2 separate regions of the Mus musculus genome follow, and region 1 is linked to region 2. Evidence: chromatin contacts called from public Hi-C data. All regions are on one chromosome and are shown on one strand. Each heading gives the region's core, a stretch centred on a gene start, on an enhancer-like site or on the middle of the called end of the contact. The rest is flanking DNA. Distances are from core to core; before and after follow the strand shown.

Evidence for each region. A called contact is a pair of places that touch in the nucleus more often than the background predicts.
Region 1: a contact with region 2 is called in a Hi-C map of bone marrow-derived macrophages, with 45 read pairs. The contact joins the promoter of Ankdd1a here to the promoter of Kbtbd13 in region 2. A contact is called at or near these places in 14 of 39 promoter capture datasets (the 3T3-L1 cell line, the C10 cell line, the HPC-7 cell line and 9 more), 20 of 484 Hi-C or Micro-C datasets (the C2C12 cell line, ECoMG myeloid progenitors, the G1E-ER4 cell line and 11 more), 2 of 115 datasets of contacts at active chromatin or transcription factors (bone marrow-derived dendritic cells and double positive thymocytes) and 3 of 9 other capture datasets (adipose tissue, liver and pancreatic islet).

Annotation. Positions count from the first base shown.
Region 1 is chr9:65,515,145-65,521,967 of GRCm38.p6, forward strand. It overlaps Ankdd1a (ankyrin repeat and death domain containing 1A), which reads right to left and starts at 5,075. Exons shown (of 15, transcript NM_001370871.1): 1 at 5,016-5,075; 2 at 1,748-1,851. The coding sequence starts at 5,049.
Region 2 is chr9:65,387,742-65,394,075 of GRCm38.p6, forward strand. Kbtbd13 (kelch repeat and BTB (POZ) domain containing 13) reads right to left here and starts at 3,911. Exons shown (of 1, transcript NM_028974.1): 1 at 943-3,911. The coding sequence starts at 3,911. The coding sequence ends at 2,535.

The DNA.
Region 1 (6,823 bases), core at 3,825-6,324, 130 kb after region 2:
GTCTGGCCCTTCCTTCACAGTGAGCTGACAGGGTCTGGCCGGCTGGCTCACTCTCCACCACCCCAGGAGTTCATTCTAGTTTCTGGCCCTCAGTCCATCTGAGCATGCTGGGCCACCAGCCTCCATCTGTGGAATCCACTTCCCTGCTGCTTATGAGAGGCGGCACACAGAAACTCTACTGTTCTATGTAATCTCTGGAGACCTGACCTCTCTCCTTCAGAGCTTCTGCCTCACCATCCCCTCACCTAAAGCACTGTTTCACCTCACTCTGGAAGCTTTCTGGAATATCTCCAGGTGGGACAAAGCCCTTGGGCCACCCCCTGTGCTTATAGGAAAGCTTATCACAGTGGGAATGAGGCCATTGGTTTGCTGTCTTTGCTACCCCACCAGACTCCATGGCTTCTGCTCTGTTTCCAGCACCTAGCACAGGGTAGCCCTCAGTGAATGGATGGATGGATGAATGAATGAGCCAACGTGCATGAGTGAATACATTGAATCAAAGAATGAGGACATCAATAAGTATGTAAGTTGATATAGCTAGTGAAAAGATGAATAATGGATGGATGGATGGATGGATGGATGGACAAACAGACAAAGTGCTGTCATCCTACAAGACCATGCTTACCATACATAAAATAAATGTTTAAAAGAAAATAAAAGGGCTGGAGAGATGGCTCAGCAGTTAAGAGCACTGACTGCTCTTCCAGAGGTCCTGAGTTCGATTCCCAGCAACCACATGGTGGCTCACAATCATTTGTAATGGGATCATATGCCCTCTTCTGGTGTGTCTGAAGACAGCTACAGTGTACTCATATGCATAAAATAAATAAATAAATCTTTAAAAAACCATGCTTCCCTGCAGGTACTTATTTATCCAGGAGCTGAGACCAAAGCTTCAGTCACCAGCCACATGCTGCAGGACCTAAAGTAACCTGCCTCTGCCCTACTGCACCTGCCTCGACCCATACATAGGATCAAGACTTCCTACTCTCCACATCTCTTCAGGGCTGAATGGCAGCCACCAAGCAGCTGGAGCGCTCTGAAAACCAGAACCCTGGACTCATAATTCTTGTTACTATTCCTACATCCCCAAGCTGGCTCTGAAGACTGAAGTCACACCATGGTGTATCACCCCAGACAGTGCAGCCTCTGCTGCTGTCAAGGATCCTGCAGCCAATGCCTGCTAATCATGGCCTAGTATATCACACAAGAAGTTCCTCAGAGCCAGAGTTCTGAGTCAGAGAGGGGCTACCCTGTATGATATCTGGGCCTGCCTTTAATGTCCACTTAGAAGACATGCTCCTTCCTCTATCCTCTTCCCCAGCAAAACCATGGACCCTAGTGCTTCCCTGCCTGACTACCAGACTACCAAAATGGGCCTGTGCCTCCCCAGCTTCTCACACACGGTGGGGACAGCGGGTGTTAAGAGAGCCAAACCCGACTGCTGCTTCACACACACTCCCCGAGTCTGGAGTCCAGTCCCTCATGGTCCCCAGAATCCTGCTGACTACACCTCCCCACCTTTGTCTTTTAGATGTGCCATCCAGCTGAGTCACACGGACTCGTAGCCTGAGCTCTGGAACTGCCAAAGCCTGGCTTGGAATCCTGACCCTCAGACCAGTTCAGGCAATGGACACAGCACGGGCCTTCCCACAAGTCAATGCACACAAACACGTGACCTGTGGCACAGGGACTTGTCCCATAGGGTAGCAGCACTGTAAGGTCGGTCAGTTTGGGTCATACTCACATGGTTTCTAGCCCTGATGTTAACTCTCTTCTCAAACAGCTCCTTCATCCTCTCCACCTGATTCCAGCGGGAGGCCTCATGGAGCTGTCTCTCCAGGGGAAGCACTAAGGAGAAAGAGGGGGTTGGGATGAGAGGAAGGGACCCCCATTCTCTTGGGGATGTGTTTGGGGATGGTTGGGTCATTCCCAACCTTTGACCACCTTTGAGGCAACCCAGGTTGAATGACTGTGTGGATTTAATGTGCCACCCTGAGGGAGACCCGAGGTGGAGTCTCCCATTTTTAGACCTTCTTATTCCTTATTTCTCTACCTCTTCTCTCCTTGCCCTTAATTTTAACCCTTTCACCTCCACATCTGCTTTGCCTGGCTAGCAGGCTCCCTTCTCTGCCTTCTCTCTCCCTTCAGGGCACAGGGAGATGGCTTAGGTAAACGGCGTGCCTTGCAAACGTGAACACCTGAGCGATTGGGCTCAGAGCCCTAGAAGTCGATTTAAAAAGAACAAAGTGGTTGTCAAGATGGACCAGAGAGTAAAAATGCTTGCTGCCAAACCTGGAGCCCCAAGTTTGATACCCCAGACCTACGTGGTAGAAAGGAGAAAATGTTCTTCTGCAAATTGCCCTCTGACATCTACATGAGCACTCTGGTACAAACATACCTACATATATATACACAAAAGAAATAGACAAAAATGTACTGTAAAGGACAAGTCCACTGTTATGAGCATTTATGGCTCCTTCAGAGAATCTGAGTTTAGATCCTGGCAGCCATCTTGGAAGGCTTGTATCTGCCCATCACTCTAACTTCAGGAGATCAACACTTTCTTCTGACCTCTGCAGGCACCCTCGCACATAGTCACACACAGACATGGGCATACACACAAAAAAAAAAAATCTATAAAAAAAAAAAAAAGCGGGGGGAGATGTGAGATGGCTCAGTTGGTAAAGACATTTGCTACCAAGGCTGACAGCCCAAACTCAATCCCCAAGACCCACATAGTGGAAGGAAAGAGCTGACTCCCAAAAGTGTGCTTGACCTCCACAGGCACATCATGAGTACCTGCACACACACACACACACACATACACACACACACACACACACACACACACACACACACACAAATTAATTAATTAATTAAGTAAGTAAGTAAGTAAGTAAGTAAAAGAAAGCTCAAGATGGTTCAATAAAAGTGAAGGTGTTGGCATACAAGCCTGACAACGTGAGTTCGATTCCCAGGGCCTGTGTGAAGAGCCAATTGCAGTGGAGTGTATCTGTAGTTCTGGCATTAGATAGGAGGCAGAAGAACTGCCAGATGCTTGTAGGTCAGCCAGTCTGGAGTATGCTCCACAACTTAGCAGAAACAGCAAGAGAGATGCTATCTCTAAAACAAGGTAGAAGGAGAGCATCAACTCCTGAAAGTTGTCCCCTGCCCTCCACACATGAGCCTGGTCCTTTGTGCATCCAGGGACAGAGAGCCAGCGACTTGGCGGGGAAAGCATGCACTGAAGTGACAGAGTTAGAATGAAACCTTGCCTGTCCCATGCTGCTCGCTCGCCCCACACATCTCCAGCCTCAGCAACGCACACCAGGCTCTCTGACACCTGAGCTTTTATGGGCGCTGGGTCTTCTGCTCAGAGTCACACACCCTCAAGTTCACTGCTCTCCCTTTGGCTGGGAGAATCCTTAAGGATCCTTTGACCCCAGCAGAACTCTGTGACCTCTCTGAAATAACCGGTGCACACTTAGGAGATGAAGGAGGGTCAGGAGTTCAAGGACAGCAAGCTGAAATTCAATGTGGGCTACATGAGACCCTGTCTCTTTAAAAGGTGGGGCTGAGGGGGCCTACAGAGAGATGGTTTAGTGCTTAAGTGCTGCTCCTTACAGAGAACTTGAGTTTGGTTATGAGCACCCACATCTGGTGACTGCCTATAACTATGGTCTAGGAGATCTGATGCCTTTTTTCTGGTTTCTTCCGGTACACATAAGCACACACAAACAAATAACAAAGCAAGGCACATATCTTTAGTCCCAACACTTGGAGGGAGAGGTAGGCAAATCTACAGCCTGGTCTACATAGTGAATTCAAAGACAACCCCAGGAATATACTGTGAGAATCTGTTAATAATAATAATAATAATAATAATAATAATACAAAATTTTAAAGCCACACTTAGGCTTAAGGGAGCCCAGTCCCCATTCCTCATTCATCTGGGAGGATGGTAACAGCTGGCTTCAGCATTTTGAAGTCCAGTGGGCAGGACTATGGGGATTTGAGAAAGCTCTCCCGGGTTCAGTGGGCAGGGCTCAGACTGGGCAGCAGGACTAAGACTTCTCAAAGGAGCTGATGGCTCAGTCCTCTTTCCTCTCCCAGGCAGGGCACCAAAGGTCTCCCAGCTACATGCATGCTTCCCACACATTGAGATGTCCTGGTTCTAAGTACATTCTGAAAGAGGCTCTGAAGTTCCTTATCTCACACAGGGATAGGGCTGACCACAGCACCTCTTTCCTAGGCCCTGGTTCCTTCTTTGATATGGTGTCTACACCCCATTTTATTCTGGGTGAACTGAGATCTTTAAGTGTTTGTTTTGGTGGTGGTGGTGGTGGTGGTGGTGGTGGTGGCTGACAGGGTCTCATGTAGCCCAGGTGGCCTTGGACTCCCTGTGTAGCCAAGGATGGAAGGTGATGTTGAATTCCTGATCCTCCTGCCTCTACTTCCCCAGTGCTAGGATTACAGATGTGTGCCACACGCCTGGTTTTACATGGTGCTTGGGATTGAACCCACGGCCTTGTGCATATTAAACAAACATTCTACCGGCCAAATTGTGTGTGCTCCTATTCCTGATTTCAGCATTTCTACAGTCATGTGACCTCACCCTGTCTCTCAGCCCTCTCATCTGAAAAATGGAGATGTCAGTAGGCCCAACCCATATAGTAGCAAAGACAGAAGACTGGCCTGACCTGCTTTAAGGACTGCCACACAAAGCAAGTTATTATCAAGGATCGTTGTCACTCGAGCTTGCCTTGTTCAGGACACCCTGAGTCCCAGATGTTCAGCCACTGTGCCCTACACCTGTGCGGCATTCTTCTGTTTTTTTTTTTTTTTTTTTTTCGGAAGCCACAGAGAAGACTGAGACAGAGGTGTCCAGGCCAAGGGCCAGCCTCTCTCTGGGTCACCCTCTGTGACCTGGGGTCCTCCCACCAGGCATCCGTTCTTTCTGCGCACCCCCCCCCATCCTCCGCCCCGCCCCCGCCAGCGGCATTGGGACTCACAGCCGTGGGTCTCCCAAGCCAGCTCCTCCTCCATCCTGCAGCTCCCGGCTGGTGCTAGGCGTTTAGTTGCCAGGGCGGGGAGAGCGCAGAGCTGGGAGCGCGCAGAGCGGGGAGTGGGTGGTGGAGGCTTTGCATCTCTCTGTAGCCCCTGCTCATTATCAGCCCATCCGCGAATCCGACCCGGGCACCCACAGCTTACACACACACACACACACACACACACACACACACACACACACACACACGCCTTCAAGCTGCCTAGGTCCCTGCGCGCAATCCCCCTGGGACCTCCCAACCTTGATGCCTCAACAAGCCCTCCCACACTGGACACTTCAGACCCCTACTACCCCACCAAGCCTACGGACATAGGACAAAAGATGTATTCAGGATCAGAAAAATCGGGTTACAACAATAACGAGATATAAATTACGTTACTTAGATTGGCTAAAACCAAACGCAAACAAACAAACAGAAACACGGAGAAAGCTGGAGGATGCCATATGCCAGATGCCAGAGCAGACGGTGCAGTTGTCCCAGCGAGTACACTCCGCTGGTGGCAGCAGCCTAAGGCTGGCATTCTGGAATCCAGACTGGCAGAAAGGAGGGAAAAGACTTTTCAACCCGAAGGAAGTAAAATAAATCAAAGGCAAACAAATCAATGAAATTAACATTGTAAAAATTCCTCCAGTAAAATGAGCCACCCTCTGCGCTGCCTGCTGCTCTAAGAAACTGCTATTCCTTTCCGTGTGGAATGCTCTTCCAACCCTTTCCCCTCAGCAGACTAGATCCCTGTCATTCTTTTTGGAGACTAGCTGAAGCGTCAAATTCCCAGTGTTAACTGTGCCTCCAACATTCTCCACTTCTCCACGTTGACATAGCCTTTAATTGTTAGAGCGTGGTCACAATTTTATAATTCCATGACAGTCAAATCACACTAGGCTTTGGGCCCATTTCCCTGTAATTTAATATTAAAAAGAAACAAAAATTTGGGTGTTTTTTTTTTCTCCTTTGTTTACTGTTGGTGTGTTTTGTCTTCTGAGACCAAATCTAGCTTTTTGTCCACGCTGGTCTCCAACACACCGGCTCACGTGATCTTCCACGTCAGCTTCCCTCCAGAGTCAAGTATCAGTCAAGACTCTGACCATACTGCAAGATGCTGGGATACCCCGGAGCCACCCGTTGCCTCCCGAAGAAGCTCAAAAATTCACACAGGCTCTTGAGCGTGGCAGTATTACATCTGTTGAGTCCTTTTGCTGCCCATCTTCTCTGCTTCTCTGTGTGCTGTTTTGTTCTTCGTTAGATGAACAGAAGCATAAAAGGAGGAGAGAGCGGGACAGGACGGCAGACTGCCCCACGATGGGAGCCCAGTGCAGATGTTTGCAGTTCCCTGAGCTTGTGTGATGTTTGGACACTGCCCAGATGTCTCTGGATTTTAGTCCCACCCTGCCCTTGCTGGAGGGGATGCTCTGACCGGTGGCAAATGACCAGAAGATTTATTTCAGCTCCAAAAGACTTCTCAGTGCTTGGCTTCAAAAGACCCAAGTGCTTGCTTGGCTGTGGAGCCTCCCTCTGGAACAGATAAAAGTCTTTTTATGTAGAGGGATGATTTTTGCCCCGGCATGCTATTTAGACATGATCAAAGCTACAGAGAAGATAGAAGAATAGTGCTGCAGATTAACATTTTTCCACATTTCAGATTTGAAGGCTTTTTAATTAAAAAAAATTTTTTTATGTACCTGAGCATTTTCCTGCATATAGTATTTTTGCCTGTGTGTGCACACACACAGTTTTAGCACTTAGGATGCAGA
Region 2 (6,334 bases), core at 2,661-5,160:
CAGGAGACTGTTGTTATTTCTCATCTGTATTCCTTTTATTTTTCTTCCTGAGAAGGGGTCTCTCCTTGGCCCGGAACTCTCCATCTAGGCAAGGCTGGCTGGCTAGGGAGCTCTGGGTACTTCCAACATCTCTGCCTCGCCAGAGCTGGAATTGCAAGCCTACGGTTCTACATCCAGATTTTTAAGGTAGATGCTGGGGGGGTTAACTCAAGTCCCTGTGCTTCCAAGGCAAAGATTTTTACCAGGTGAGCTATCTACAGTCCCCCTCATTACCTTTCTTTGTTTATATATATATATATATATATATATATATATATATATATATATATTTTAACATAGGCTCTTGAGACAAATTTAGGGCCTTCTATTTGCAAAGCAAGCACTTTACCAACTGGGCTATCTCCCCAGTTTTGCTTAAAAAATTTTATTTTTATTTTTGAGGCAGTATCTATGTAGCCATGGCTGTCCAGGAACTTGCTATGTAGAGCTCTACCTTCCCCTATCTCCTGACTGCTGGGATTAAAGGTATATACCACCACACCTAGCTCTTGCTTAAAATTCTCCAACACTTAAATAAGTCAACTTAGGGGAAAATGCATGAACATCGAATAATCATTACTATACATAAAGACACTTCTGAGAGAAGGTGCCGCTCTCCATGAGCAACAGTCAAAGTGTAGAGAGCCAGTCCGGCAGGCCCATCAGAACAAACCTAGAGTTCACTGAGTTGAGAACGAGCCCCTGAGCTGACAGACCTTACTGCTATACATGACATGTGTTCAGTATTGGTCAGGAGGCATGCATGATCAAAGAGGCAGTGCTCCGGCTGCTGGGGAAAATGTTCCATCACCTGGAATTAGAGTCAAAGGAGCCCAGTGGGTCCCTATCACTTTGGGGCCGGGCTGAAGAAATGAATGCAAAAACTGTTTGCCTAGAGTCCATAGGATACAAATGTCAGAGTTTATTGTTGTGATTCATCAGACTAGACTAAAAGGCTAGACAATTCCACACTCCCAAAGGCAACTTATTTCAAGTTTGGGATACACATCAGGGAAGAGGTAGCAATCGACGGCCCAACACAAGGCTCCATGCTCAGGGAGTACCATGCCAAGGCTGTATTCTCGACTTCTGAAGCCAGGGTTTTCTATGAGCCTTGAGTCCTGGAGGATAGAGACTATACCGGACCATTGAGAGACATTTACCTGGGATATGGCCAGGCTGTAGGGCTGAAGCAGGCATCTGTAACAGAAGCTGGGTCTGGGTATTGCTTTTAAGATGAGAGCTGTTTAACAGCACCTGTCAGTCAGTAGCAGACCCCTAACTAGTGGTTCTTGTAAGACTTCATTTCATTCCGCAGGCAAGGGGGTGCCTGGCTCAGTTAAAAGTATTGGACCCCTACGCCTTCTATCTGCAAACAGGTATGGCTGCATATCCAACACAGAGATCAATGAGCAATGCTGGCAGCCAAGTCAGGAAAACAGGAGCTGGCTCAGGCAAGCCTGCAGAGAGGAGGTGGGTATGGAACTGACAGAGAGGAAGAGGGATAGCACTGTAGGCTCAGGGAATGGCCACAGCAGAGATTACAAGAGAGGTGGAGCCTGTGGCATATCTATGAAGAAATGCCCTGAGAGGTCAGCAGGGCTAGGCTCCATCCACCTTAAGTAACCTGAAGTCAGGAGATTAACAGTCTACAGTTACAGTGATTACAAAAAAGATAGGTCAAGGATTTACACCCGGGTACTCCCTTTCCATTCCAGTCCTTAAAGCTACTGTAGGGAACCCTTGCTCCCTCCCACCTTCTTGCTTCAGGCTCAGCTGAGTTTCTTTTGCTATAATTTAGTCCAGCCTCACTGGCGAAATGCCTCCATCTTCCGCTGTTCAGCTTAAAAAGGCTGGAGCTTACCAAGATCCTGTCTTGTCCAGTCTTCCCCCTCTCTGCTCCTGAAACACTCAGACTCTGTGATCCGAAGCTGTTCTTCCAGGCTGACTGCTTCAGTATTCTTCTTACTGCACGGTGCGTTGTTTGCTTTTTAAAATCAGCATGGTGCTGTCAGCTTGTGGGTGGAGGCAAATTATGTGTAGACCTGTTTTCTCATCCTGACCTTTGTGTTAAGAAAGCTGGTATTGTCTTCAAGCTTCTCTGTGCCACAGCTGACAACTACAGGCCAATGTTGTATTGACATTTTGTGCCTGCTAATTAGCAGATTGGTTTAACATCACTTAACCCACTTCTAGCTATAGTAGCTATAGCTAGACTTGTATTCGCCTACAAGTCCGGATTGCTCAAATTGTAACCCCACCCTTTTCCCTGAGATTGTGACCCACCAGCTCCCAACAGAGCCCAAGAGATTTAAGGACCCAAGCACCTGTGTTGCTCAGGGCTTCGTGGACACCCGCACCACCAGAAAGCAAACCTGAGTGTCTTAATAGGGAAAAAGGAGTTCCCAAGAGCTCCCCAATCACACAGTCAAGGCTCATGAGGACACCGCCAAGGTTCATGGAGACTTGTGTTATCTTCTGAAGTCATTCCAAGCTCACAACTCTGGCAGTGCGGTGGCCACAGGTCCAGTAGTGCCAGGAGGCAGCCGCAGAAGAAAGGTCTGTAAAGAGCCAGGCCGAGGAAAGCCAGCCTTTTCCCTGAGCAGCCGCCAGGTGCCATCTTCAATGGCATAGACCAACGTGGATACACGGTTGACAGTATAAACGGTGTCCCCACGCACTACAGACGTGAAGAGTGCTCCCTTGCTGTTGACAAATTGGCCAGGTAGCGATGTCCACTGGCCTGTGACCAGGTTGAGGCAATCGATGGCACAGTGCAGGAAATCATCGGAAGGTCCATTTCGTACTACATAGAGACTATCGCGATGGGCCACCATAAAGTGACCGTAGCTCTGTGAACGACACAGTTCAGCCACTGGCAGCCACTTGTCCATTTGCACCACATACTCGACAACGGCAGTGATGTCTGCCGGCCTCCACAGGCACACGAAGAGGCGGCCACGTGCCTGGGCACAGGGAACCCCTGTAGCCGGCTGTGGCAAGTCCGCCACGAAGCTCCAGCAACCTGTGGCGGGATCATAGCACTCCACGGAGCTCATGGGTGTCCTCTGGAATTCGCCACCAATGGCATAGAGGCGGCCTTCGAAGCCAGCCAGCGCCATATCATAGCGCGGTTGGTGAGGGCTGGGGAATTCGCACCAGGTGCCACCCTCTGGGTCGTAACAGAAGCCTAGCTCCACTACTTCCTTGCTGGCACCACACACGCCACCCACGATGTAGAGCTTGTTGCCCAGGGTGGCCACACCCGCCAGCAGTGTGCTGGCCTCCAGGGGCAGCGCGGCCAGCGTGCGCCATGCGTCCTCTTCCTCGTCCAGGAAGCACATGGTGCGCGACGCATCCTCTAGGAAGCCCGGTGTGGGCGTGTGCGTGCTCACCGCCACGTAGGTGCTGGGTCGCAGCGCCGCCACGTAGGCTCGGGCCTCGGGCAGCTCCAGTTGTGCCACCAGCTCGTGCGACCCGTCGCGGATGAAGAGCGCAGCGCTGTGGAGCACGTCGCGCAGGCCGAAGGCGGCGGCCGCGTCGCACAAAAGCGAGCAGTTGTCCGACGTGACGCTGTGCTCCAGGAAGCGCGCGAGCGCGGGCGCCTGCAGGAACGCGGCGCACTCCACCGCCTGCAGCAACTCGTCCTCGGCCGCCAGCGCCGGCCGCTCTCCGCGCAGCACCCGCAGCGCCGTGCGGAAGCCGGAGGCGCTCAGCGCGCCCAGGCGCACCTCCGCGGCGCGCGCCTCCCGCATGCCAGAGCGGAAAAGCCCGCGGAAGAAGCCGCAGTGCTCCACCAGCAGCGACTGCTCCGCCTGGAAGAGTTGACCGTCCACCCACACCTGCACTGGGACCTCGGGGCCTGGGGGCATGATGAGCCAGAGGGGTGGAGGCTGCTGCCGCTGGGGGGCCTAGATTTGCCAGGGGCCACTGACTCTGGGGCTACCCCGGGGCGGGGAGGGGAAAAAAAAACTTCCCTGGGGGTTATAAATACCTTCCTGGCTAAAGATAGGATCTGCTCATGTGATGTGGCCCGCAGGCTTGGATAGCCTCCGAGCCCAGAGGGCATCTGGACACCTGTGTGGTCATTCAGTTCCGTTAAGAGACTAGTGACAGGGCCGAAGAGATGTTCAACAGGTTCTTGTCTAGAAGCCTGGTTGGCTTGGGTTCAACCTAGAACCTACATAAAGGTGGAAGGAGGAAACCCCCTTCACAAAGAGGACTCTGACCGCTGTATTCACTGGCGTTCATCCCACCTCCACAGAGACACAGATAACTTTTTTTTTTTTTTAAAGAATGAATTCCCACTGTGTTGTGGGCCTTACCAGGCCTGCTTTTAAAGATATCGTATTTAACTGACACTGTACTAAGCTGTATATACAACACATGTACCTCCTTGGCTCTGTTTCCTCGCCTTTAAAATAGGGCAAATAGAAACATCTACACACAGTATTAGGACAAATGCCATAAGGGTTCTGGATGAGGCCTGGAGAGTTTATATGACTTGGCTAAGGTCTTTCCGATGAGGACAAGCGTTCATCAGCTCAAAGGAGTGGGGAAGGCAGGTTGAAGGGAGAGACCAAAGAGGACCAAAATAAATGGGCAGCCTAGGAATCTCAGATATGTCTATGCTTATGCTTGCTGGATAGCCCAATCTATACCCCACTCCCATTTTGCCTGCATGTATGTAAATGCATCACAGACATGCCCTGGGCTTGAATACTGGAAGACGATTTCAGATCCCTTGGAAATGGAATTATGGGAATGGAAAAGAAAAAAGAAAAGAAATTATGGGAATAAAGTCCTGTCCTCTGGATGAAGAGCAAGGGTTTGCTCTTAATGTTGAGTGGTCTCCGCAGTTCCATCTCAACCTCTTTTTGAGCCCTTTCCTTTCATGTAACAGAGCATCCAGTGAGCCCTAGAGGTGGAAGTTGCCCCTCTCTTGGAATGGAAATGGGAAGCTAGTGTTGGTTTTCACTTGCCTGACCCCTCTGTGGCTGCCACTGTGGGTGATACGTACTTTGACTCCTAACCCTTGCGACATTCATGAGTAGTTACTCTGGCCCTCTGCCCAATATCCTTGGTGAATAGACAATCTCCACTTACTTCACAGCAACACTGTGAGCTGGATTTCTTCTCTAGATCATGTCTGATATATCCTAGGCTGGCTTCAAATTTGCTGTGCAGTAAGGATGAGCCTCCAACTTCCATCTCCCAAGTTCATGTGCCACTATGCCCAGTTTACGTGGTGCATGCTAAACAAGAAGTTTGCTTGCTGAGCCACACCACACAGCCCTGAACTAGATGCTGCTAACACCCCCATTTGCTAGATAAAGAGGCTAAACTAAGAAAGGGTTTAGCCCACGACCAGCAGGTGGCAGACTTGGGGCCAGAATGCAGCCAGTTTGTGTATGTGCCTTAACCGTGCTGCCCTGGTCCCTCCTGGACAGAATTCAGGGCAGTGAAAGGAACCCCAGGTTCACGAATTCCCAAGAAGACCTGGTGAAAAGTGTGAGAAAGAGATCTTGCCCAAGATCTTGCAGCTTGGGACAGACAGCCCCAGGCTCTCCTGCAGCCCTGGTACTTTTCCAACTGTCCACAGCTTTCCTGGTTGACCATCTAATACTCGGTCCCAAGATGTCAGATGAAAAGGAGTTTGATGACTGCCTTCTCCTTCCACTTCACTCTGGGGACCAGGCTTTGATAGGATGGTGTATCTGTGTGGGAAGTGTTCATCTGGCTCCTGGTTTGGGGATGGTGGTGGAACAGCTATGCATTACCAAAAAGGCAGCAGGAGGAGGGTAAGAGACTCCTCTTCCCTGTTAGGACACAGACATAGACCCCACAGATAAATCTGCAGACCCACAGCAAATGTGCTTCCCTTAAGGCACACTCTAGTTCACCCCATCAAAACAGGCCTGGGGTGTGGGGACCACTTGTGTGAGCCTGGGAAGCCGGAGGCCTGGAGGACACTGCCAGAAATATCTCAGATGCTCTGCCCCAGGGACCAGGCAGGAAGAGGGGAAGGAGATGGGGGTGGGGTGGGCAGAAATCCCGTGGGTACTATCCCAGGCCCTCTGCCAGTGTCTCTCCTTCCCTGAGACCAGACATTGGCTGGAAAGGCCCAGAATGTTCCAGGCAATAGGTATGACAACCCTTTCTTGGGGACAAGTGGACATTGCAGTGTCAGCTCTTTACCTGTATCCTTGTTAGGCCTTAGTGACAGGCAGAGTGTCTGGGAGGCGTCCAGATGAAGGGGGCTTTTCCTCAGTGTGGGACTTGACTGAACTGTCTA